Regions from separate parts of the Mus musculus genome. Here regions 1, 2, 3 and 4 are each linked to region 5. A link is a contact called in public HiChIP or PLAC-seq data. All regions are on one chromosome and are shown on one strand. Each heading gives the region's core, a stretch centred on a gene start, on an enhancer-like site or on the middle of the called end of the contact. The rest is flanking DNA. Distances are from core to core; before and after follow the strand shown. Region 1 has its middle 78 kb from the start of Gm29960. Region 2 has its middle 26 kb from the start of Gm29960. Region 3 overlaps 4932412D23Rik (RIKEN cDNA 4932412D23 gene). Region 4 has its middle 66 kb from the start of Gm29960. Region 5 overlaps Gap43 (growth associated protein 43).

The links. HiChIP or PLAC-seq counts read pairs in DNA pulled down with a chosen protein or histone mark.
Region 1: a contact with region 5 is called in an H3K27ac HiChIP or PLAC-seq map of embryonic stem cells, with 2.5 times the contacts expected there. The contact joins two enhancer-like sites. A contact is called at or near these places in 2 of 484 Hi-C or Micro-C datasets (the N1E-115 cell line and nephron progenitors) and 12 of 115 datasets of contacts at active chromatin or transcription factors (differentiating embryonic stem cells, embryonic basal ganglia, embryonic hindbrain and 5 more).
Region 2: an H3K27ac HiChIP or PLAC-seq map of heart atrium shows a contact between it and region 5, with 5 read pairs. The contact joins two enhancer-like sites. A contact is called at or near these places in 3 of 115 datasets of contacts at active chromatin or transcription factors (cardiomyocytes, heart atrium and stem cell-derived neural progenitor cells).
Region 3: an H3K27ac HiChIP or PLAC-seq map of oligodendrocyte precursor cells shows a contact between it and region 5, with 4 times the contacts expected there. The contact joins two enhancer-like sites. A contact is called at or near these places in 1 of 15 datasets of contacts at CTCF or cohesin (the NIH/3T3 cell line), 1 of 484 Hi-C or Micro-C datasets (embryonic fibroblasts) and 10 of 115 datasets of contacts at active chromatin or transcription factors (embryonic basal ganglia, embryonic forebrain, embryonic hindbrain and 5 more).
Region 4: an H3K4me3 HiChIP or PLAC-seq map of forebrain shows a contact between it and region 5, with 7 times the contacts expected there. The contact joins two enhancer-like sites. A contact is called at or near these places in 1 of 484 Hi-C or Micro-C datasets (nephron progenitors) and 5 of 115 datasets of contacts at active chromatin or transcription factors (differentiating embryonic stem cells, embryonic basal ganglia, embryonic forebrain and 2 more).

The regions. Positions count from the first base shown.
Region 1 is chr16:42,572,737-42,577,020 of GRCm38.p6, forward strand. No RefSeq gene overlaps it. Among named protein-coding and RNA genes, the nearest start is that of Gm29960, 78 kb to the right of the region's middle. Within about 2 kb of position 2,930, at least 57 of the 459 cell types and tissues checked have an H3K27ac peak or open chromatin away from gene starts, as enhancers often do. A contact at or near this core is called in differentiating embryonic stem cells, embryonic basal ganglia, embryonic stem cells and 2 more, where this site is marked.
Region 2 is chr16:42,676,064-42,680,246 of GRCm38.p6, forward strand. No RefSeq gene overlaps it. Among named protein-coding and RNA genes, the nearest start is that of Gm29960, 26 kb to the left of the region's middle. Within about 2 kb of position 1,433, at least 48 of the 459 cell types and tissues checked have an H3K27ac peak or open chromatin away from gene starts, as enhancers often do. A contact at or near this core is called in heart atrium, where this site is marked.
Region 3 is chr16:42,743,555-42,747,961 of GRCm38.p6, forward strand. All of the region lies in intron 1 of 4932412D23Rik (RIKEN cDNA 4932412D23 gene), which reads right to left. Among named protein-coding and RNA genes, the nearest start is that of Gm29960, 93 kb to the left of the region's middle. Within about 2 kb of position 2,842, at least 69 of the 459 cell types and tissues checked have an H3K27ac peak or open chromatin away from gene starts, as enhancers often do. A contact at or near this core is called in oligodendrocyte precursor cells, where this site is marked.
Region 4 is chr16:42,716,081-42,720,736 of GRCm38.p6, forward strand. No RefSeq gene overlaps it. Among named protein-coding and RNA genes, the nearest start is that of Gm29960, 66 kb to the left of the region's middle. Within about 2 kb of position 2,146, at least 65 of the 459 cell types and tissues checked have an H3K27ac peak or open chromatin away from gene starts, as enhancers often do. A contact at or near this core is called in embryonic basal ganglia and forebrain, where this site is marked.
Region 5 is chr16:42,304,224-42,308,845 of GRCm38.p6, forward strand. All of the region lies in intron 1 of Gap43 (growth associated protein 43), which reads right to left. Among named protein-coding and RNA genes, the nearest start is that of Mir6540, 3.1 kb to the left of the region's middle. Within about 2 kb of position 1,973, at least 132 of the 459 cell types and tissues checked have an H3K27ac peak or open chromatin away from gene starts, as enhancers often do. A contact at or near this core is called in differentiating embryonic stem cells, embryonic basal ganglia, embryonic stem cells and 5 more, where this site is marked.

The DNA of each region.
Region 1 (4,284 bases), core at 1,680-4,179, 270 kb after region 5:
TAGAACAGTCCCTTATAAATAATCTGCTGGCCAATTCCTCTACCAGAGGCAGCTGCCCAGAGCAGCCACCCCAGGACGCTTCCTCACACTTATCCCTATCCCTTAAACCTCTCTTGTCAAACACTCTGCACCCTTGGGATGACTCAGAGGAACAAAGACTCTTGGAGCTAAAAACAAACTTAGGGAATATGTCATCCAGCTACTTCATTTAATAGAAAATATCCATACCTGGGGATGGATAGAACACTCTCTATCAGCATACAAAGTTCAAGTCTACCCTGATTTTTTTGTCTTGTCTTCAAAAGCAGATGCACATTTAATATTTAAAAATAATGTTGATTTCTTTTTACTAGATATACAACAAGATACACTGGTTTTGCTGAGTCCACCTACACTTTTGATGAATATTAAGACTGAGAATTTCTCATGGCAGATTCAACAGACTCTGATATTCTATTCTATTGTTCTTAAATAGTAAATTACTTCAAGGGACTTCTCTTCAATCATCAACCTTGACGTTGGAAGAATCATCCCAGTTCAGATTCTTGGTTAAGATGCAGAGCAAAGCAGTCTAAGATGTTTAGCAATAAAGGCTCAGCTATATAAAGACAGTAGAGCTATTCATTGTTCTCAGTCTGCACATAGAGCATGGCAGTCTTTTTCCTGAAATAGATCTCCGAGCCTGGACTCTGAAAACCCATAATACTTCGTGTGGATGAATCTTAATTATGTTGTGACCACAGTGGATTAGGATGAGCCATCATCTTCCCATGTGGATGAGTTCTCTGCTGTCAGTCACTGACTGTCCTTACTCACCAGAGTGTCTTCGTCTGGTGAGCACTCTTCAAACAGTTATGAAGAGGCAATACTGTGGTCTTCTCTTCATGCTTTCCTCAAGGTGTAATTAATCCCACCAGTGCAGAATCAGACCCACCACCACCACCACCACCATGATTTAAAGCCAAATCTGAAGCAAGATGTAGTTAAATACTAACCAGATGGATGGACTCTCTGTTAAGGTACATCTCTAGATCTCCAGAAAATGGCCACAAATTACCTTTGTTTGACCCAACTATACTGGATGTGCTTAATCACATGTGGGCATAATAATTAAAACTTTAATCGTAACTTTGGCTCTCGTGGTATCTTGTCTATCTAGTCTTCCAGGTCCTGAGGATCCCAAGGAAGTCTAAGAACAGAGCAGCTTTAAGAATTAGCTTGTGCCCCTTCTTAGAATTGGGAACAAAACACGCATGGAAGGAGTTACAGAGACAAAGTTTGGAGCTGAGACAAAAGGATGGACCATCTAGAGACTGCCATATCCAGGGATTCATCCCATAATCAGCCTCCAAACGATGACACCATTGCATACACTAGCAAGATTTTGCTGATGGGACCCTGATATAGCTGTCTCTAGTGAGACTACGCCGGGGCCTAGCAAACACGTAAGTGGATGCTCACAGTCAGCTATTGGATGGATCACGGGGCCCCCAATGGAGGAGCTAGAGAAAATACCCAAGGAGCTAAAGGGATCTGCAAACCTATAGGTGGAACAACATTATGAACTAACCAGTACCCCAGAGCTCTTGACTCTAGCTGCATATGTATCAAAAGATGGCCTAGTCGGCCATCAGTGGAAAGAGAGGCCCGTTGGACTTGCAAACTTTATATGCCCCAGTACAGGGGAATGCCAGGGCCAAAAAGTGGGAGTGGGTGGGTAGGGGAGTGGAGGACTTTTGGGATAGCATTGGAAATGTAAATGAGGAAAATACCTAATTTAAAAAAAGAGAGAGAAGAATTAGCTTGTGGCCTAGTGTGGTGGCACAGGACTTTAATCCCTGCACTCGGGAGGCAGAGGCAGGTAGATTTCTGAGTTCAAGGCCAGCCTGGTCTACAAAGTGAGTTCCACAGTGAGCTATACAGAGAAACCCTGTCTCGAAAACCAAAAAAAAAAAAAAAAAAAAAGAATTAGCTTGTCTTGATGCTAGAGATATACCTCAGGGATTAAGAGCACTTACTCTTCTTACAAAAGAGCCAGGTTCAGATCCTAGCAACTGTATGTGGGTCACAACCTTTTGTAACTCCCGTTGCAGATCAGATGCCCTCCCCTGGCATCATTGGGTAGTCTTTGGGGTACCTACAACTTGAGCATAACACTAGGACATGGCAAAGTTAGGGATTTTAAAACCTTTATAATCGCTTAGTCCTAACAGACTTCTATCTCTTAAGACTCCTGGCATCCTTTCCTGTTATTAAAAGTGTAAAGATAAATCAAGATAATAGTTTTAAAAATTCATTCATTTGATTTCATGTGTGTGAGTGCTTGCCTACATGTATGTGTGTATGGGCACTATGTACACCTGAACATGGGGACAGAACTACCTGATAAGCAGAATGGCTAAATTATGTATTCTCTGAAGGATGTCTAAAGTTATCTATATGCACCTTGACCCTGCTATTGCAGCCTGACTAGCTGTTGCTAAGGAGTGTGGGTTGCCATAGGTTGGTTGCTCAGGAGAACTCTGATTTTCTTCCTGGAATTGGAGTTTAGCCTCTGGTCTCACACAAAATGGAGTTTCTTCAAAAAACGGAGTTGACTGGGCTTTACACTATAAGAATTCTCAGGTTTCTTCTTAGGTTTTAAGCCTAATGCACTGAAACCTTCAAAGAGTCCTTCAGCTCGCAGACTTGGGGAGCCAGAGAAATCTGGAGAAACAGGTTCCTAAGTCCCACACATTGTCTCAACTCTTGCAAATAAGGACCTTCAAGACCCGTTGGTCCTTCACTAAGTGCAATGGGATGGAGCAGCTGGTGGCTCACCACATGTCTTATTAAACTAGGAGTTAATCTGATCAGAGCCTCAGCCTAGCTGTGGCTGGCTATATTTCCTTGGGGTTTTTTCTGTCCCTGAGGGGGAGGGGAGTGAAGATGCAGATGAGGAATTGAAGTGCTCTCACTGAGGCATGCCCAGATTTGCAATTCAATGGCATGGGGGAGGGGGGGCGACTCAGCTGAAGCTAAATGCCGCAGGGTCATTGGGGTTCTTTTTAGCAGCGGGGACTGTTTAAAGGGATGAGGGGTCAGGGATCTAGGGCACGGCAAGAAGCATCAAATGTATTCTCTGTCACTATGGAGAGAGGGGGGCCTTCTGGGAAAAGCAGACGATTGCATCACCGATTTGATTAGCAGAATGGCGAAGGAAGGGTGGGGTAATCCTATGCACTGTGACGATTTTTTTTTCTTCAAACACCTCCACCTTTCACTGTTGTTGCTATTGTTGCTTTTATTAAACAGGATATCAAATCCAAGTCAGCAAAAAACTGAGTAATCAGAAAAAATGTCATCAGCCTTGCTATTTTGATTTTTGTGATGTTTCTAGGAATGTGCTTTATCTGAAGCATCCTTTATTCCTCGGATGGTGGAAGGGACTTAGCAGTGGGTCCTGAAGGTGAATATTGTAACACAGATGAGCTTTAAACTATGGCAGAGGCCAGGCGCCTTAGGAGAACATACCAACATTAGAAATGAGAAAACCAGAAAGGAGGTGAGAAAGAAGTAGCAGAGAATTATCAAGAAGCCTACTATTAAGGAAAGAAACAATTTAGGGAAAATTTACATTCGATTTATTGTTTGATAAAGAATTGAAGGGTGCCACTTGATTATTTGATTAAGCTGAAGACATAGAGACTTTTCCTTTTACACTAGATCAAATGGTATATCTGATCAGAGTGAGAACAGCTTGTGTTAAAAGCTTTCTCTTCATCTTGTCAGGTACACTAGAAGTATACCTGCCAGTGGAAGCACATAGCATAAACTATGGTAATGCCATTTGACTGAGGCAGCATACAATACCTGACTAGCCACAACATCTATGTAAGTGCTGCAAAGAAGATGTAATGAACTTAAGTATGCCTAATATTTGAGTAGCCTTTCATATTCTTCAAAATTCCTCCACAGACTTTAGAAGACTTGCCATAGCAAATGTGTATGTGTGTGTGTATAAATGTATATATGTATGTAAATATATATGTGTGTATATATATGCATATATATCATATATATATGATAGTACTATTATATCTGTCTTTTCCCACTTTATCTGTCACATTAATGAGTAGGAAAAGTTAAATAAATAAACTTAGGACTCATATTTATTAATTAGTTCTACAGTATTGGTTTCCCTTGTAAGAGCAATCTGAAAGTTCTACTGAAGATTTGTGCTTTAGGTTTCCAAATCAGATTCTATGCATAATGGAGAGTTTGTCCACCATGACAACTCAACCT
Region 2 (4,183 bases), core at 183-2,682, 370 kb after region 5:
CACATTTGATCGTCTTGCCACAGGAGAGGTAGAGGCAGGGAAGAATGCTTCCAGGAACTCTATTTATAGTCTGTGGTGGGAGACAACGTTTCCCTTCATCTCTTTGTACTTTCTGTGATCATATTATCTTTCTAACCCTTATCAAAAGTCTGGTTTTCCAAATACGTACAAATACACATCTTACAATGATATAAGCCTGCCCATAAAGACAATCCAGCCCAATATCTTTTCACATTTGGTCCCTCACTTAAAAGATAAAAGAATAGGTCCCTAAAAATGACAGAAATCATATTCCTTCATTTGGTCATTACATTTACAATGGTGTGTACCTTTCTTTTTCTCCTTGGTGAACAGTTCCAAACTACAGAGATGTTAGGAACCGAACCAAAGACTAGGTAGGTCAACCATTTCCAGGAGACTGCTGAAAGTCATATCCTGGGATAAAGCCAAGAGTAAATGCCAATCAAATGAAACCTCCATCCAAAGCCCCTTAGAAAATCGGAAATGACATAGAAAGATACAGGAAACAGGAAGAGCTAATCCTAGGTACAGCACTTCCTCTCTGACAGAGAGAGATTTGGAGTCTTTGTGTAGAGCTAATGTTCTTCGTCTGTACAAGTAGATGGTGCTCCAGGAGCAAGGCCAGGTGGCCATGAATTCTTGGCCAAGAACTCTCTAGCCATTGCTTAAATATTTTCAGTGTCCCCCACACTTAAACTTTGCCATTGCTGGACAGCTCCAGTGACTCTAAAGCTGTTCTCAAGATCTGAGCCAGGAACATTTATTTGTCTTCTCTTTACTCCATATCTCTGAGCGTCACACTTCCCTTTACATCAGCAAAGCTTACTCATACATCCTGTTGTTCCTCCTTCAGTCCAAGCCTTTGCATTATTTTTACGAGATTTCCCCACCTCCCCAGACAATCAGATTCTAACTACACTCCCCAGTTTTCTTCTCATCTAAATTATTCACAATTGTATTCAGAATTGTGTGTGTGCAGTGGCCTGTCTTTTGGAGTGGTTGTTGTGAAAGCTGAAATGACATTCGGTCACAATACAAAGGCACATCATACATTCTGAAGTGCAGCGAGGGTATGAATCAACAGCCAAACGTATACTGCAATAGTCTTCCCTGTCTGGGTTGCCTTCAGATCACCACCGCATAGAACAAGATTCAACAACGGCACAGGAAAAGTGGATGTGGCAAAACATCCACTCACTGACTAAGTTCTGCAGGCTCGGTCCTTCCAGATTAAGTTGAGACAAATTTTGCTTGAAGAAAATTTCAAATCTCAGTGAGTCATGACTATTTGGGTGGATTTAGAATGCTTGAGCTCACAAATGTCAAATTCACAAATGTTAAAGGCCTGCAGCAGATGTGACTGAAGTCAGGCAGGAAATGAGTAACTCCAGATGGACGCAAACAATAGCGAGCTGTGAAGGTTATGTGTAACTGGGAAGGGATAATATAACCACAGCAAACATTAATACAGCAGATACTGTGTATAGCATGGCTTGAAAGGCTTTATGTGTATGGACCTGTTTGCCCTGCAGAGTATCCTATAACTCCTCATTCCCACTTGAATCTATGGTTGAAAAGTGGGGAAACTAGAGAAGACTAAATCCTCATTTGTGCTCTTCGGGAGAAAAAGGAAGAGCCAATGTCTCACCCAAGATGCTAAATGTTTGAGGCTGAACATGGAGAATGCAGACTTCCTCCATGCCTTCATAGTCTGAGGAAGTGAAAAGTAACTTTGTTCTTCTATGCTATTTAATTTCCTAAGGAGGAACTCCTAATAAACATGAAATCATTTCTACCACAGATGACTTATAAAGTACTTGTAAGACTTGTTGATTTTTACAGATAGTCTGTTTTGATATGAACATGGAACATAGTACAGAGGCACAGAGAGAAGGAAAAATAGTAGTTTCTGTTTTGGCCGTTATAGGACACAGATTCAAGCCAAGTTTTCTTACCCAATGACTAACTAGGGTTCAGAAACATATCCTGTGCTTATCTGGAATATCGTGAGGCAGTATTATGTATGCATTTGTAGTCTTTCTTTCCTTGTTTCTTCTGTTTTTCACCTGGGTTTTTAAACAGAGTCCCTTCTCTAAAATTTAGTCTCACCTGTAAAACCAGCAAAGAGAATAGTTTGGCTGATGCTAAGGATGTAGAGCAAGCAGCAGTGCCAGCAAATATGAAACTGAAAGAAGCCAAAGGCTTTTGTAGCTAGCTATGCTGCAAATGCCATTAAGAGATAAGTTATAGGAGATACAAATAGTACTTAACACAAATATCTTAAAACATGCTGTATTTAACATGTTTCTTCAATGTTTGTTCCTACACCTCACTTCTGACCCTCATCTTTTCCAACTTGGTCCCTTCCATTACCTACATACCCATTTTCCAGGTTGCATGTTTCGTCCCCTTCTAATTTGTGCATCACTCTTTGGTATGAAATGCAGAAACAAAACAAAAACAAACAAACAAACAAAAAACAAACAAACAAAAAGCACCCTTGCTGTTGACCAAGTCAGTCTTTAGCATCATTCTCCTGATAAAATATTTGAAGTCTATGAAACAATATTATTCCAGAACTAAAAACAAATAAGAATGTCAAAAGTACAGACCAATATCTCATAAACCCAGATGCAAATGTCATTCTTTTGAACACTAGTAAACCGATCCCAACAAAATATAAAAGTATGATTATATACCACAAAACTTAAAGGTTGTTCCAACATGAAAATCACTCAACAGGACATATTTTTTTTTGATTTTTTTTCCATTTTTTATTAGGTATTTCGCTCATTTACATTTGCAATGCTATACCAAAATTCCCCCATAGCCACCCACCCCCTCTCCCCTACCCACCCACTCCCCTTTTATGGCCCTGGCGTTCCCCTGTACTGGGGCATATAAAGTTTGCGTGTCCAATGGGCCTCTCTTTCCAGTGATGGCCGACTAGGCCATCTTTTGATGCATATGCAGCTACAACAGGACATATTAATGGAATAAAAAGTTTAAAACATATGATCATCTCAACAAACAGAGAATATGTATATGAAAAAATTCTACATCCTTTTATGATGTTTATAGAACTGGCATAGAAGAAAAAAATGCTCACTCTGAGAAAGGACATCTATGAAATATGCTCAGCTCTACATCATGCTGAAAGACTTTCTATACCTTCACAAATAAGGCAAGCCTATATACTTTCATGAATAAGGCTGCACACTTGTCTTATGCTTTCTGGTCAGCATTGAATTAGATGTTTTAGCCAGGGAAACTAAACAAGAAAAAAACAATAATCCTCTAGATTGAAAAGAAAGATGTAAATCTATGTAATCAAGTGAAATTATCTCACATATAGAAAACCCCAAGGAAGCCATTTAAAACAACGAACTGTTAGAACCAATAAATAAATGTTTTTGAATGTTACATCCTGGCAATCAAATTTTAAGAACTATCCTATATGGTAGCATCAAAAATGGAATACGTAAGAATATTTTGAAAAATATAAGGCACATTCAGTGAAAACTGTACAAAATCATTGAAAGGACTTAAAATCTACATAATATATGGTTATATGATAGATGATGATAGATAATTGTGGTAGATAATACATAGATAAATAATAGATGATAGGTGTGATAGATAATGCATAGAAAGATGATAGATAGATAGATAGATAGATAGATAGATAGATAGATAGATAGATAGATTCAACATAATACTTAGTAAAGTTTATTTTGATTTTATGTAGAAAGGGACAAAAATGATCCTTAACATTCATTTGGAAAAACAAACAGTTTTAAATATTAACAATATTGGAGGATACACACTTCCCAACTGTAAAACTTACAATGATGCTATAATAATAAAGATGGTACTATTAAAATGAAGTCACAAATAAATATCAGTAAGTGAGATAGAACTCATATTCCAAAAATAAAACCATATTTATGACCAGATGATCTTCTGCAGGCATTAAGATAATTTGTTAAGTAAACAGTAGTCCTCGATGAGTGGTATTAGAATAAATGGAATTCTCCATACCAGAGGAAAAAGCTATATAACTCTACCTCAATCCATATGTAAAAGTCAACTCAAAACAAAACAAAAGATTTAACATAAAATCCAAAATTATCCATAGAACACAGTATAGGAGTAAATCTTT
Region 3 (4,407 bases), core at 1,592-4,091, 440 kb after region 5:
ACCTCCCAATCCCTCACTGCAGTGAAAAGCATTCATATCACTGCCTAATTAGTGGAAAGTGAAAGGAAATGATGAGTGTTTCTTCACAGTTTATTTGTGAAACACACAATGCCCTAACTCCTTTTCCTCTTCCCCTGCCCACTGGTTGCCTAGGAGATGGAGAAAAGTGAAATTGCTCTCTCTTGGACCAAGATGAAAGCCTGAGGTTTAGATTGACAGGACTATCCTACCTCTGTGCGCTGTTATGAAGAGTGGGGGTATTTTATTCAATCCACTGGATTTTAGGCTCAATTCTTGACATTTCTTTTGGATTTACATACACTATTCAGATCTGATAGGCAGTAGGATTCACTAAGAGAAATAAATACCTGAATCCCTAATGACATGCTTGATTATATAATTTTCTCATAAAGCACATAAGTAGAAGCTAACAATAGCTTTAATGCCCTCTACAGTCAATCAAAACACAAACGGAACTGTTCATAATGGCTTTGCTCCCCACTCTGCAGTTCAAACTCAAGAAAGTTCTCAAGAGTTTGATTCTTTCTTTATATCTGATCTAACTCAGTATCCTAAAGCAACAGAATTGCCCAGCAATTTACTTTAATAGGTGAGTTCATCTAAAGGGTGAAACAACTGTTTCCCTCAAAAGGATTGGAGGTATAAGCCCCAGTCAAATATTTTTTAAACAAAATCCAAGAAGGGAAAATTTTTGAGCTGTTATGGAAATAGTCTCCCCAATCACTTCTAACTTGTTATTTTCTTTAACACTTTTTCAAATCCTCCTTTACCTTGTAAGGATTAGTGACTCACACACAACGTGAACCTGAAGAATCTTAATTTCTTGCAAGTTCTGTAAACATCACCATTACCTTCTCTCCCATGTAATAGATTACCCCACTAGCTCGGCAATCGTGCCTTGTATCCGTGACCTTGGACCTTGGTGTTTCTGAGGTTAGTAAAGTTTATGGTGAGTTTTCATGCTTCTCACCAGACTGAATTTTAAGGTTGACCTTCAAAGAGAGGTATGCTCCAGTGTGGCTCTGCCCACTTGTTACGGTGTTCTTTTCTGTCAGATACATAAGGGGCTTTGCCTTATCCTATATGAGTTGTGAAATTGTCAACCATATACCACCAACTGTAGTATTCCATCTGAGAAAATGAGTTCACATTTATGTCTCCTTTCTGTTTCCTTCCTAAAGATCCTATACCACTGCCTCATGTCAAAAAGTCATTCTCCCAAAGGAATAAGTAGCTAGGCTCTGCTACAAGGGGAAGACGAAAGTCTGAGAAGAGTTTTACAGCGATAGTGATCCCAAGATTACTATGATCACACCTCTTCCAACACGTGGAGAAGCCCTTCTCGTGTATTCTAGAAGATTCTAAGAGCCACTTCAAAAATAGCCATGCAATAGATCTTCATTATCAACGACCACCAGGAAACAGCACTGTTAACTATTGCACGAATCTCAGCCTTACCATATCCAAAATAGTGATCAGAGACATAACACACGGAGAAAATCTTTACCAAGTAGGTCTCAAAGCATAAGAAGTGAAATGTAATTCTTTTCCTACCCATCTCAACATCTGCTTCCTAAACTTAGGATTCTTTCTAGGAACATGCTAGCTTAATTTATCTCCCTTACAAATTGATTTAGTACCTTATAATAACCTGGAATTCATTATATCATTATATATATATATATATTTCTTAAAAAGCCACCCATCTTATTTCCTCACAAGCATCTGTATTGTGCAAGTAACATCCTACAGATCTGTAATGCAGCATTTGGTGCTGTTCGACCTATACCAATCACAGCCAATGCCCATTGATTCCAGTATGCTTCACGATCTGTCCCGCATATGCCATTTTCTAAACATGCACAGTAAGAGGGAGAATAACTGGCATTTTAAGTATCAAGTGCAGGGTAACAACAAGCATTGTCCCTGGTTTGCTTGTGTTGTGACTGACTCAAGAAATAGATAAGCTAATATTCCACAAAATGTCAAGACACACTGGGATCATTTTGAAGAGACACAATCATAATTCAGCTCACTATACCTCCTGAATTGCTATTACACACTAATCCGACTGGAGGGCATTTTGACTGCTTTGATGTACAGTCTTTACTGGCTCAATTGTCCCATCTCAAATGTTCTAATGAAACGTTCTCTGCGAAGAAGAGATTTTGGAAACTGTACCTTAACACCAGAAGATATTGTTGGATTCAGTATCTATTCACTCTTCAAACCAACTGACAAATAACCAATGACATAAAGTAGATAGTAGCCTGCATATTGGCACCCATGCATAAATGTACAGGCTCTTTATATTATTTATCTAAGAAGTAATTGTTGAGCATTGACTGTGCCCACTTCCTCCCCCTTCCATCTAAGCAGCAGAATCGGTTAGGGACCTGCAATGCTATCCTCATTTAGCAACAGCAGAGCAGTGTCAGCAGCTCTATTCTGTGCTCTTTTGTTCAGCTTCTCTTTATTTCAGTGGTGTCTGCACAGCTCACCTGATGTCACTGGGAGAGAAAAAGAGACTAGCAAAACCCTTTGAATCGTTCTCATAGCTGGATTTATGTAATAGAAAACCTCATGATCCTGAGAACGTGTATTTTCATACATTACGATGTCAAAGTACTCTACTGCATAGCAAGCTGGGTAGACTGGAATATAAAGTGCTTCCGGTGGGAAGTGAGGAGACAGACAGAAGAATGTTTTCCTGTTCTCAGAAAAGCTAGTCAGATAGCTCTGTTTGAAAGGCAGCGTGTGTCAGTGTGAAGTAATCCTGCCCTCTCTCTTCCTCCCTGGCTTCTCCAGGGAAATGAGTCACACCTGGTCGCTGCCCTTCGGAGGGTGTTTGATGTTCTAAATTCTCATCAGCCCTGCACAGCTAGGATGATGTCAGCACAGTTGACATTGTTAGATCCCTGCTCTGCTTACATCAATTCCCTGTCGCTCGGGTGTCAGATCAGTGTGAAGAATGGAAGGGGGGAATCATCTTCTTAGCAACGAATCCCACTGAATCCCATGTCTCTAGGATCCTGAAAAGACATCTGGCACTTTGCTTTGGGGATTTCCTGTGCATGCCAGAATTTTAGTTAGATTAAAATACAGCCGCAGTGAGTCAAAAAGAAACCTCCCATCTTCTTCCACCAGAATGTATATGCTTTTACAGTACTTCACTTCCAAATGTTTATCACCAAAGTACACTATTTATTCACGTACCCCTGAATTCCTCTAGGATATACTTTCTTGGCTTGATAATCTTACTTCTGCTTAAAGCCAGAAAAGTCAAAAGGGGGCCATCTTTCCACCCTTCAGTAGTCAAACGCCATAGATAGGTATAAGTATATAAAATACACAATCACCTTACAAAAGAAAGAAAGAAAGAAAGAAAGAAAGAAAGAAAGAAGGAAGGAAGGAAGGAAGGAAGGAAGGAAGGAAGGAAGGAAGGAAAGAAAGAAAGAAAGAAAGAAAGAAAGAAAGAAAGAAAGAAAGAAAGAAAGAAAGAAAGATGGCCATGCTAATAAGAACAGGATCCAGATAGAGTACAGAATCATTTCCTGGATGCACTCAGAAGACTAGAATCATTAAATACGAAGCGTAACAACAGCACAATAAACTCAGACAGCTGCAGCCTTCAGATTCATCTATGTATTGATTATCCAGGGGAAGGCAGAGAGACCTTAGGAAAAGGATCTAAAAGGTTACTTTGGAAAATGTTACAGTGCAACAGCCAATAGAACCCTGCCCCTCATGCCAATAGCTGTCAGAAACCCCAACAATGAAGATTTAACGTCTACTCTTCCAGAACAACGTCTCAGAATTATTCTATCTCAGCTCTTTATGCAAACGCTTTTCGTTGCTTTCTAGCTCTCTTTGTGCTCAACCACTTATTCATCTTAGAACCATTTCTGGCTACAGCATCTTCCTCTGGGATAGTTAGAGTCAAGTGACCGAGGTGGGTAAGTGAGTGGACACCAAAATGCTGTGTGATAAGCATTCTCATTAGAAATAGCCTTAGGGTTCAGAGAGGATAAGAAACAAAGGGGAAGGCAAACCCAGGCTCTGGAACAGGAAGAAGTCCTCAGAATGGCATGCTGAGTATTCACCATTTGGTTTTGTTTTTATAATTGCAATTCAAATGATAATTTTAAATCCTGATACTTGGTCCATAGAATGCAAGTATACATTTTTAGCAAATAGTTCCATTGTAGTCCAGAGGGTTCATTTGTCTGCCAACTTGCCCAAGTTACCCAGAGTAGGTATATCCCCAACACAGGGAGAAACAGACACTTCTTTAGACCTCCATAGTAGGAACAATCAAATGAGTTCAGAGGGGGATTTTGTGTTCAAATCCTAAAACCCTAGGCTAGTACCTAGGACACACATAAA
Region 4 (4,656 bases), core at 896-3,395, 410 kb after region 5:
GAGAAACAAAAGGCATCCTACCGTATCACTCACTGTCTTATTCCATTGAGGGACAGGATCTTCCATCAGCCAGCAAGCCACAGTGATCCTCCTGTCTCTGCCCCTCACCCCCAGTGATGGCATCACAGGTGTGTGGGGCCACATGTAGATTTCTACATGGGTGTTGGGGATTAGCCCAGGTCCTCATGTTTATGCAACAAATGCTTTTTCCCCAGGGAGCCATCTCTCCAGCCCTCTCCATTCATTCAAAATAATTCAATTAAGGAAAAGATGAAAAAAAGAAGGAACAACAGCCCTGAATCAAATCTATGAAAAATTAGCAACCAGTTAACAAGGAAGGAGCTATGAAATATTAAGATGGGAAATGAAGGGTTTCAGATATTTTCAAACATTTAAAGTACCACATCATAACATGGGAGCCCACCCTGGTAAGCTGGTTGCAAAAAGATTCTTATTTAAGGGAGGAATCTTTCTTCGATACCAAACTAACGAGAGGTAGATTGTGCATTAGCATATAGCTAGCATTTTGGAACAGTTTCCAGCTGTGCAGGAAACACTGAGAAGCAGGAAAATGGAGCCCACTCTCTGCAGTCATCAATCCGTGTACAACACTTATGGATTCCAGGAAATAAAAAATCGCTCATTCCACAAATATTTACCAAACCTCATCTGGTCCCTTACACAGACCTAAGAAGCATCTTCAATAGAATTCCAAGCTTGTCATTGCTCAGGGACCATCCTCTCCAGCATCTAGGTGATGCTCCCATTAATGCCAGCCTTCCCCACTAGCATCCATATTTCCCCCATTGTAACTAGGTAACTAGGTAACTAGGTATTACCTCTAGTGGCAGGAAGAGAGAACCCCATCAAAAGGTACATAGAAGTCAAGGTCAACACACACCTAATTTGCTTTTCCTTTATGTAATATGGTCTCACTAGGTTTCTGTAAAATGGAGCCAGGCTGCTAAACCCAGTGAGATGTACAAAGAAAAGGACATTATTGTCATGCTCAAGGAGGGCTTTACTTAAAAAAAAAAAAAAAAAAAAAAAAAGGAGCGGGGGAGAAAATATCTTAGTCTGAGAGCACAAGGGAGGGGCCATAAACATGATAGTTGAGGACAGACTACCAGAGAAGCCCCTTGAAGCATTCGGCCCATGGCTTACAGAGCATTCGGTCCCTGTTTAGCACAAGGACAGTCTAGAGATGCTCTGTCTATCTGCTGATCAGAGACAAGGCTGCACAGAGGAGTGCCACTTAAATCCCATTCCAGCTGCTCCCCATGTCAGAAGTCCACACCGGAAAACTGGAATAGGCTCTGATGTGAGAGAGCTGCCCCATGGTTCAGAGTAGCAAGAACTCGGACCTGCTGACCGCTTGCAGCTCTGAGCACAACAGAATGTAGTAAAAGCCTTGCAGAGATGCAAAATTAGATGAGTGGTCTCCGGGGAAATGAATGAATAAACACTAATGTCTGCTGTCTGACTGTCTACTCATTTGCTTGTGATATTTATATTGAAGGCCTTCAGCGTGCTGATCGCATTTTAAAAGCCAAGTATGTGTATGCTGGTTTACAAGTATACAATCTAGAGAATGAAGCCTAGTTGATCTAAAGAGGTCTGTCCCCATGCCTCCCATCTTCACAGGGAAGAGGCAGAGGGGACAGAGGCAGCCTGCAACTCAATGAAGTTTGCCTATTCAGGCTTTGACCTTTGCTCTTCTTGTCTTGCCAGTGACACTGAAGATTCTTAATCTAGTCACTTGAGATGACCTGTGTTACTAGAAACCATTACGGTCAAAATGAAAACGCATTAAAAGGCAGGTAATATGCTTGCTACTGTGATACATGGGACTTTATTCTTCCTGCAGAGTGCAGAGCAACGCGAGTCTGCCCCATCAGCACAGAAACAGGACAATCTTTCATATGGATGAAATAGCCTTGAAAGCTTCGTCACTGCAGAGCAGAGAGAAGCTACTAAAATGGTTCTTCTTAGCCTCTTTCTGCTGATAAAAAAAAATGGAGAGAGAGAGAGAGTGAGAGAGTGAGAGAGAGAGAGAGAGAGAGAGAGACTGCACCACCTCCCAAGGGCTTCAATGCAGTTGCTATGGCAACACTATATCTGAGTCAGAACTATTAACAATCACCATGGCAACAAGTGTCTCACTTGCCATTTCCAGAAACTGGATGCGTTTGGACTGAAATCATCACACCATGAAGAAAGGGGTGGGGCCTCTCTCTCACTAGGAAACAGAAATACTTTCTCCAAATACCTTACGCAAAAAAAAAAAAATGTTTTAAGTAAAATGAAGTTAAATAGGAAGGGAATCATGTTGTTATGAGCCACACAACACTGTCTCTGTAATCTTATTGTTTGTTGGAATTAGTGCCAAAAATGTTAATAATCAGGATGTTAAATTTATTTTACCCATAAGTCCCAGTAAAATCTTTCATATATATGAGTGAACTTCCTTCCTGTTTTGTCAACGTGAACAAGAACACATTTTATATGTCTTGCCTGGCTCTCTTCTGTATCTGCGTAATCTCCCTAGCCTTACCCCGTCAGACACCCTCGTGAATATTTAGCACAGTAGAATTCTTTAGAGATTTGTGGATCACACTTGTCAAGCAGAAGAAATGATCGTGCTTATTCCTGTAGAGGCACCGAAATGGAGGGTGTGGTGCTGTTCGAGAAGAGGTCATGTTTCAACTTGGGGCTCTTCCTACTGCACAGTTTCAGATACAGAATGCTAAAATAGTTGGTGATACTGGACTTCACCTCAGGTGTGACCTCAGTGAGTGACTGCACACTGGCAGAAAAATCAACACTAGCTTGCTCTTTCTTGAGACCTGTTGGTTGAGTTCTCTTTGCTTTTTCATGACCCTTCCTTCCCTAATTGTCCCAGGATGCATTTCACTGCCAATGTTCCTGCCTCCAATCTATGTCATGTCATATTCTTGAGGTTTCTATCCCAGGGCCAAAAGAGGTTACCTGGTAGCCTTGAAGATAATTTCTCCTGTACTTTACCAATAGAAAGGTACAAGAGTGATGTGAAACAGATTTTCCTAAAACAAAAGCCAAATGAGATCAATGCTCAGATTAATATCTTTTTTTTCTTTTCTTTTCTCAGAACCTTGCTTAGTTAGAACAAGAATTCTCTTACAGAGACAAAGTTTGGAGCTGAGACAAAAGGATGGTCCATCTAGAGACTGCCATATCCAGGGATCCATCCCATAATTAGCCTCCAAACGATGACACCATTGCATACACTAGCAAGCCTTTGTTGCAAGGACGGTGATATAGCTGTCCCTTGTGAGACTACCCTGGGGCCTAGCAAACACAGAAGTGGATGCTCACAGTCAACTATTGGATGGATCACAGGGCCCCCAATGGAGGAGCTAGAGAAAGTATCCAAGGAGCTAAAGAGATCTGCAACCCTGTCGGAGGAACAACATTATGAACTAACCAGTACCCCAGAGCTCTTGACTCTAGCTGCATATGTATCAAAAGATGACCTAGTCGGCCATCACTGGAAAGAGAGGCCCATTGGTCAGGCAAACGTTATATGCCCCAGTACAGGGGAATGCCAGGGTCAAAAAATGGGAATGGGTGGGTAGGGGAGTGGGGGGGGGGGACTTTTGGAATAGCATTGGAAATGTAATTGAAGAAAATACGTAATAAAAAAAAAAGAAAAAAAATTTTACCCCCTCAATAGAATTACCTATCTGTGTTTGAAATACTTGCTTCAGAGCTCACACCTGGGAGACCAACAAACTCAGAAACTCAGAAAACAAACTGAGTTTCCTCAGTTTACCTGTCACATGAGAACAGAGGTGACAGGACCTTTTTCACAACCAATCCTAGGCTGCTGGATTATTGCAAGGCAGGATTTCTATAGAATAGTAATGGATGGAGAAGAGAGAGAGAGACAAAGTAGGTGCTCCTGAGGTCAATGTGAAAGAAAGCCCCGGGGAAAGGCTTTCAAACCTATTGTTGAGCAGTAACCTCAAGGGCAGGAGGGTGGAGGCTAAGAGTCAAGACTTCCCAGCTCACAAAGACAGTTGTTCTGGGGGAAAAAAAAAAGTTGCATCTTACAAGGAACCCACAGGGGTCAAAGGCTCCAACAGTGCTGCCTGGTCTTAGATACATAAGAACATAGCTACTAAATTTTCTCTACACACAACCACATTGGAAATACTCGATGTATACACAAAATAGCGTGGACTACTTATTTGTTAACTTTTAAAATGTATTTTACTTATTTCTATTTTATTATTCATTTATTTATGGGGTGTGGTGTGTGTGTGTGTGTGTCTGTGTGTCTGTGTGTGTGTGCATGTGGGTATCTGCAACAGTCAGTAAAAGGTGTCAGATGCCTTGGAGCTAGAGTTTCAGGTGGTTGTGAACCACCCAACATGGTTCTAGGAACTTAACTTGTGTCCTCCACAATGGCAATAAACACTCCAAAGCTGAAGCATCTCTCCAGTAGTCTGATTAAGTTAGCTCTTAAATAATTTTTCTCCACGTTCTGGATGAAGTCAAGCCAGTGCTGCTTTGGAAAAGACACTTGAGGACCTGTGACCCAGTGTGGGTAAACAAAGTGAAGAGTTACTCTATTAGGTATACAGTGGTAAAGTCTTCAGGCCAGTTGTCCTCAGA
Region 5 (4,622 bases), core at 723-3,222:
GGAATATAGGAGGGGAGGAAGGGAAGAGGAGAAGAAGAAAGAGGAGGAGGGGGAGGAAGGGGAGGAGGAAGAAGAAGGTAGAAGAGGAGGGAGAGGAGAGTAAGGAGGAGGGGGAGGAGGAGGGAAAGGAGGAGGGGGAAGAAGAAGAGGAGGAAGAAGAGAAGAGTTGTCAGGTGTCCAGGGCTCCCTATTTGACCCTCCCAACCTGCCTGAGACCTGTGAAAGTCCTTATACTTCAGTGGATTCAGTCTACCTATCTGATGAATCAAACACCCCAAGCATCAAAGCTCTACCAGCAGATGATTATGTGCATTTTTTCTGATTTTCTGTTTCCCTAGAAAATGAAGCATCTGAGATTTGTAATCTAATTGCAGAATCTAGTATGGATGGGGTCTCCTCCCTGGACTTTGGCCTCTACTGTCACTGATTTTATCATAATTACATATGCTTAATTGTTTATATGCATTATCATAAATAGCCACTTCCAGTAGATCACCGAGCTGAAAAGGGAAATCCCGCTGGCAGCTATGGTCCTACGCTTGGTTCCTTACAGTGGAGGGTGCCTTTACTATATATAGTACCTATGAATTGACAAATGAATCATTTCATTGTCAAATAGATACTAACATCCTGTAAACGCCAGTCGATAACATGCTGATACCAGCTCTTCCTAAAGGCTGGCACTACACCATTCATTAGTCAGCAGAAAGTCACAGCTTCCCCAAAGCCTCTGTGATAAGGGAGGAAAGGATTCTAAAGGAATACCTAAGTTACCATTTAAAAAGTCACACTGTGAGTATATGTGAATAATATGATCACAAGCTGGTTGGAGGAAGAAAGTCAGATGGCTAAAAATAACGAAGATATGCAAATATATACACATATACACATTATATATGTGTGTGTATATGTATGTATGTATATATATATATATATATATATATATATATATATACATTGTGTGTGTGTGTGTATGTGCGCGCATGCACGTGTGCTGGCCTGCCCAGTGTCATCTTTCCACATAGTAGTTTCTGTGTGATCCTGGGTCCTTGCACAGCTGCCACCTCCTAGGCAGGGACCCATGGAAGCTAGCTGGAGGCTTCTCGCTATTCTTCCATTTGTGAGTGTGATGTCACGTACAGCCCCCGACACCACCCTATCCCACTGCCAGTCTCCGAGATTCATTCATGTTACTGGATGAATGAACAACCCTGGTGCCAGGTGTTTCCAAGCCAAGAGGAAATCTCACAGTATCTAAATTTCGCCACATGGATGGTAATTTCACTTCTTTCCACCTGCTTCATTTACTGTCCTCCCAAGTTTGGAGAGAGAGAGAGAGAGAGAGAGAGAGAGAGAGAGAGAGAGAGAGAGAGAGAGAGGACTGTGTGCAGTTACTCAAGAAACCTAAATAAATGTAAATGAATACTAATAATTCCGAAGGGTCATTGTTTTCAAATGGAGTCCCTGGTTTTGCCTTAGCTGGCTTTCTCTTTTGTAACATCTTCCATGATTCTTACTTAGTTTGCAAATGTCTGATTCTGCTGAGGTAAAGAAACCATCCAGCCCTTTGCTATGGTCTCCCCTTGTCCCGCTGAAGGAAACAGTGAACATAGCCTAAGGGATGCTAATGTGCCCTTAGCAGCCTCCAAGTCAGGGAAAAAAAAATGGAGACAGACTTCCAATTGACCCAGTTAGCTTTTCCCATTCTTTGTCACCTGCTGTGTAACCCACCCAGGTCTCTGCATAAGCAGCAGGAGCAAGCTGGTTGATTTAAGAAGACTAAGAAAGGAGCCCAGCCCATTGGCCCTCACTGTTCTTCTGAGAGGTCTGGGACAGAGGCTCGAGCTTTTGTTCTTCAAAACAAGCCTATGCAAGAAGCAATTACCTCCCAAACAAGAATTCCCTAGCGCTCTGAGAGAGCATTAAGACTAGATGCTTGCTGAATTGGAGGAGGGGCTCCACTAGTTGCAGACCTCTGGGCGAACACTAGGGCTGTGCGGGTGGGGCATCCGAATGATCAGTCTGTGCTCCGCCCTGGCATCCTTAGGATCTGGGGTCTCAAGCCACGCCCTCAGCCCCACCACCACTCCCCACCCCGGCAAGCTGAGAGGTGGGGGCTCTGAAAGACAGCAAGACAGAGACAGACAGAGAGAGAGAGAGAGAGAGAGAGAGAGAGAGAGAGAGAGAGAGAGAGAGAGAGAGAGGAGCATGCTGAGGCTGAGAAACAAAGCGATGAGATCACCCGGAAGGAGCCAGTTCCATCGCGGAAGACAGAGAATGAAGTGCAAAGTAGGGATGACCAAAGGAAACAGATGTCAAAATGTAGGGAGTAGGGCAGATCAACTAAAGCACAGAAAGGAAGCCAAAAATCAGTGTGTGCAAGAAAGAGCGGAAACTGCAGAGAGGCCAGTCAAAATCAGCGTTGCTTAGGGAAAAAGCAAGTTAGTTTCAGCCCCCTCCTCTGCTCCCCAAAGTCTGGGGTCTTGTCAGTTCCTTATTTTATACAGATTTTGTATATCAAGGGTAAGAGGGTGAGCTTCAGGGTGCCCCTGAATCCAAACCATCAGGCAGTGTGTTTAATTAATTTCTCATCTGAGTGTCCATAGAATGTCCACAGTTTTTCTAAGCTCAGTGCTGCCTGTTACTTCTGTACCTCTAGAAAAGTGTCTTTGTTATTAGGCCGAGTTATTGAAAAGAAAAAAAAAAGATCAAAACATACGAAACACATAAACTGTGATAGGAGTGAAGAATTTGGTAATAACTGACTGAGAGCAGTCACCTAACCCAGATAACATTCAAAGGCACAACTTCGAAGGTAATTACAGGAAGGAAAGCCTGAAGACTGATACATTGCATGATGGGAGAAAAAGGGAGGGGTTCGATGCCAGGATGGTCTGTGGGCCTTAGGGAACACTCTTTGGACACTTATGGATGTAGTGACTGAGCCCACTAAGTGATCTAGATTCTTCTCTCTTCCTCACAGGGAACTGCCCAGTACCCTGGCTGTTCTGGATCAGACAGCACTCAGTAGTAAGTGCTGGTAGCTGAAAAGCCCTTTACCTAACGTTTCTTTCTTAAGCCTGAAGATGACCATATGACAACTGTATCCTTATGCCTAAGCAACTCTCCTCGTCTGCACTTACAATTCAATGTGGCTCTTTCTCAGGTGCCTATTAATTTGACTCTTCTCTCTATCCAGTCTCCTCACCCAACAGTTCCTTCTACCATTTAACCAGGCAGCAAGAAGGTTCCCTTGAAACGCCATTTAGCTACCCTCTCTCCCATAACGTTGCTCTTGAGAATCGAATTCTGACACAAAGGTTTCAGGTAAACAGTAGGTTTGTAACCTTCCTTCTCACTACTGTTGAATTGGCTAACATAACACATAGCTCAGAGAGGAGGTGTGTGAGTGTGAGTGTGTGTGTGTGTGTCTGTGTGTGTGTGTGTGTGTGTGTGCGTGTGTGTGGTTTTATGCATACACCCCTTTTCCAATGAAATCAGATGTAAATAAAGGCTTCTGTCTTGTGGCAGGACCTGGCTTTTGCAATCTAGAATGCTCTGTAGCTATGATTCCTGGTATAAGATCAGACACATGAAGACCCTGTCACGATCAGAGGAAGGACTTATGGGAGCACATCTCTAACTGATGATTTATATGAATTAATGGTGGATGAGAGAGAGAGAGAGAGAGAGAGAGAGAGAGAGAGAGAGAGATTCTTTGGTGATATAGCCATTGGTACGGTACCCATGATCCTGTAAATAATCAGGTTTATTAAACCTGATTGGTATAAGTTTCCATAAGAGATAGACAGCTCTCCAGCTCCATTTTGGATGAACTTGAAGTTTTGCAGACAGATGAAGAAATTTTCACTTGTGTTATTATAGTGTGGGAGGTGTTTTAAGTTTTAAGGTTAACAATTGTCTTTTCTAAGAAGCTGTTCACCGCAAGGCCGTTTCTACTAACATACCTTTGTTTCCTGGGAAATGGAAGACTGCACTGTTACAAAGTTCAAGTTTAAATAGATTAAATGATTTTTCTTCCAACCCAGCTTCAAATGAGCAACAAAAATGCTCTTCCATCTACATCAGGGGTTTGTAACTTTCATTGTACATGTCTGCCAACTAATATAATTATAAGAAAAAGACTCATTCACTCTACCTCGAAGGCTGCTGAGGGCAGGAGTCTGCTCAGACGTACCCAGATGCGTTTTTTGATTGATTGCAGTCAGTGATCTATAGATTACACTGAGGACTGACTGCAACCTGAACCACACTTCTGTCTGAAAATATGTTCCTTGAATACATTGAAAATGGCTCTACTGATCAAGTAAGAATTTTCTATTTTATTCCATTGTTTCCAATGGACACCCAGAAGTAGCTATTTCCACAAAATGGCCAATAATCCTTACTCTAAATTCCAATTAAAAATATCATAATGCCATGTTATCTCACAGCTAGGGACACAAGCTTACAGAGGCAGTGATAGAGCTGGGGCTCTTTAGGCCTCTTTACCTCCGAGTGTTCTCCCAGCCCCCCCTGAGTTCCCAGGGCCACATTGAATGAGAAAGCTAAATTTGGGACAAAGTAGATAACTGAATTAGATCATTAGTGTCAAAGGCATG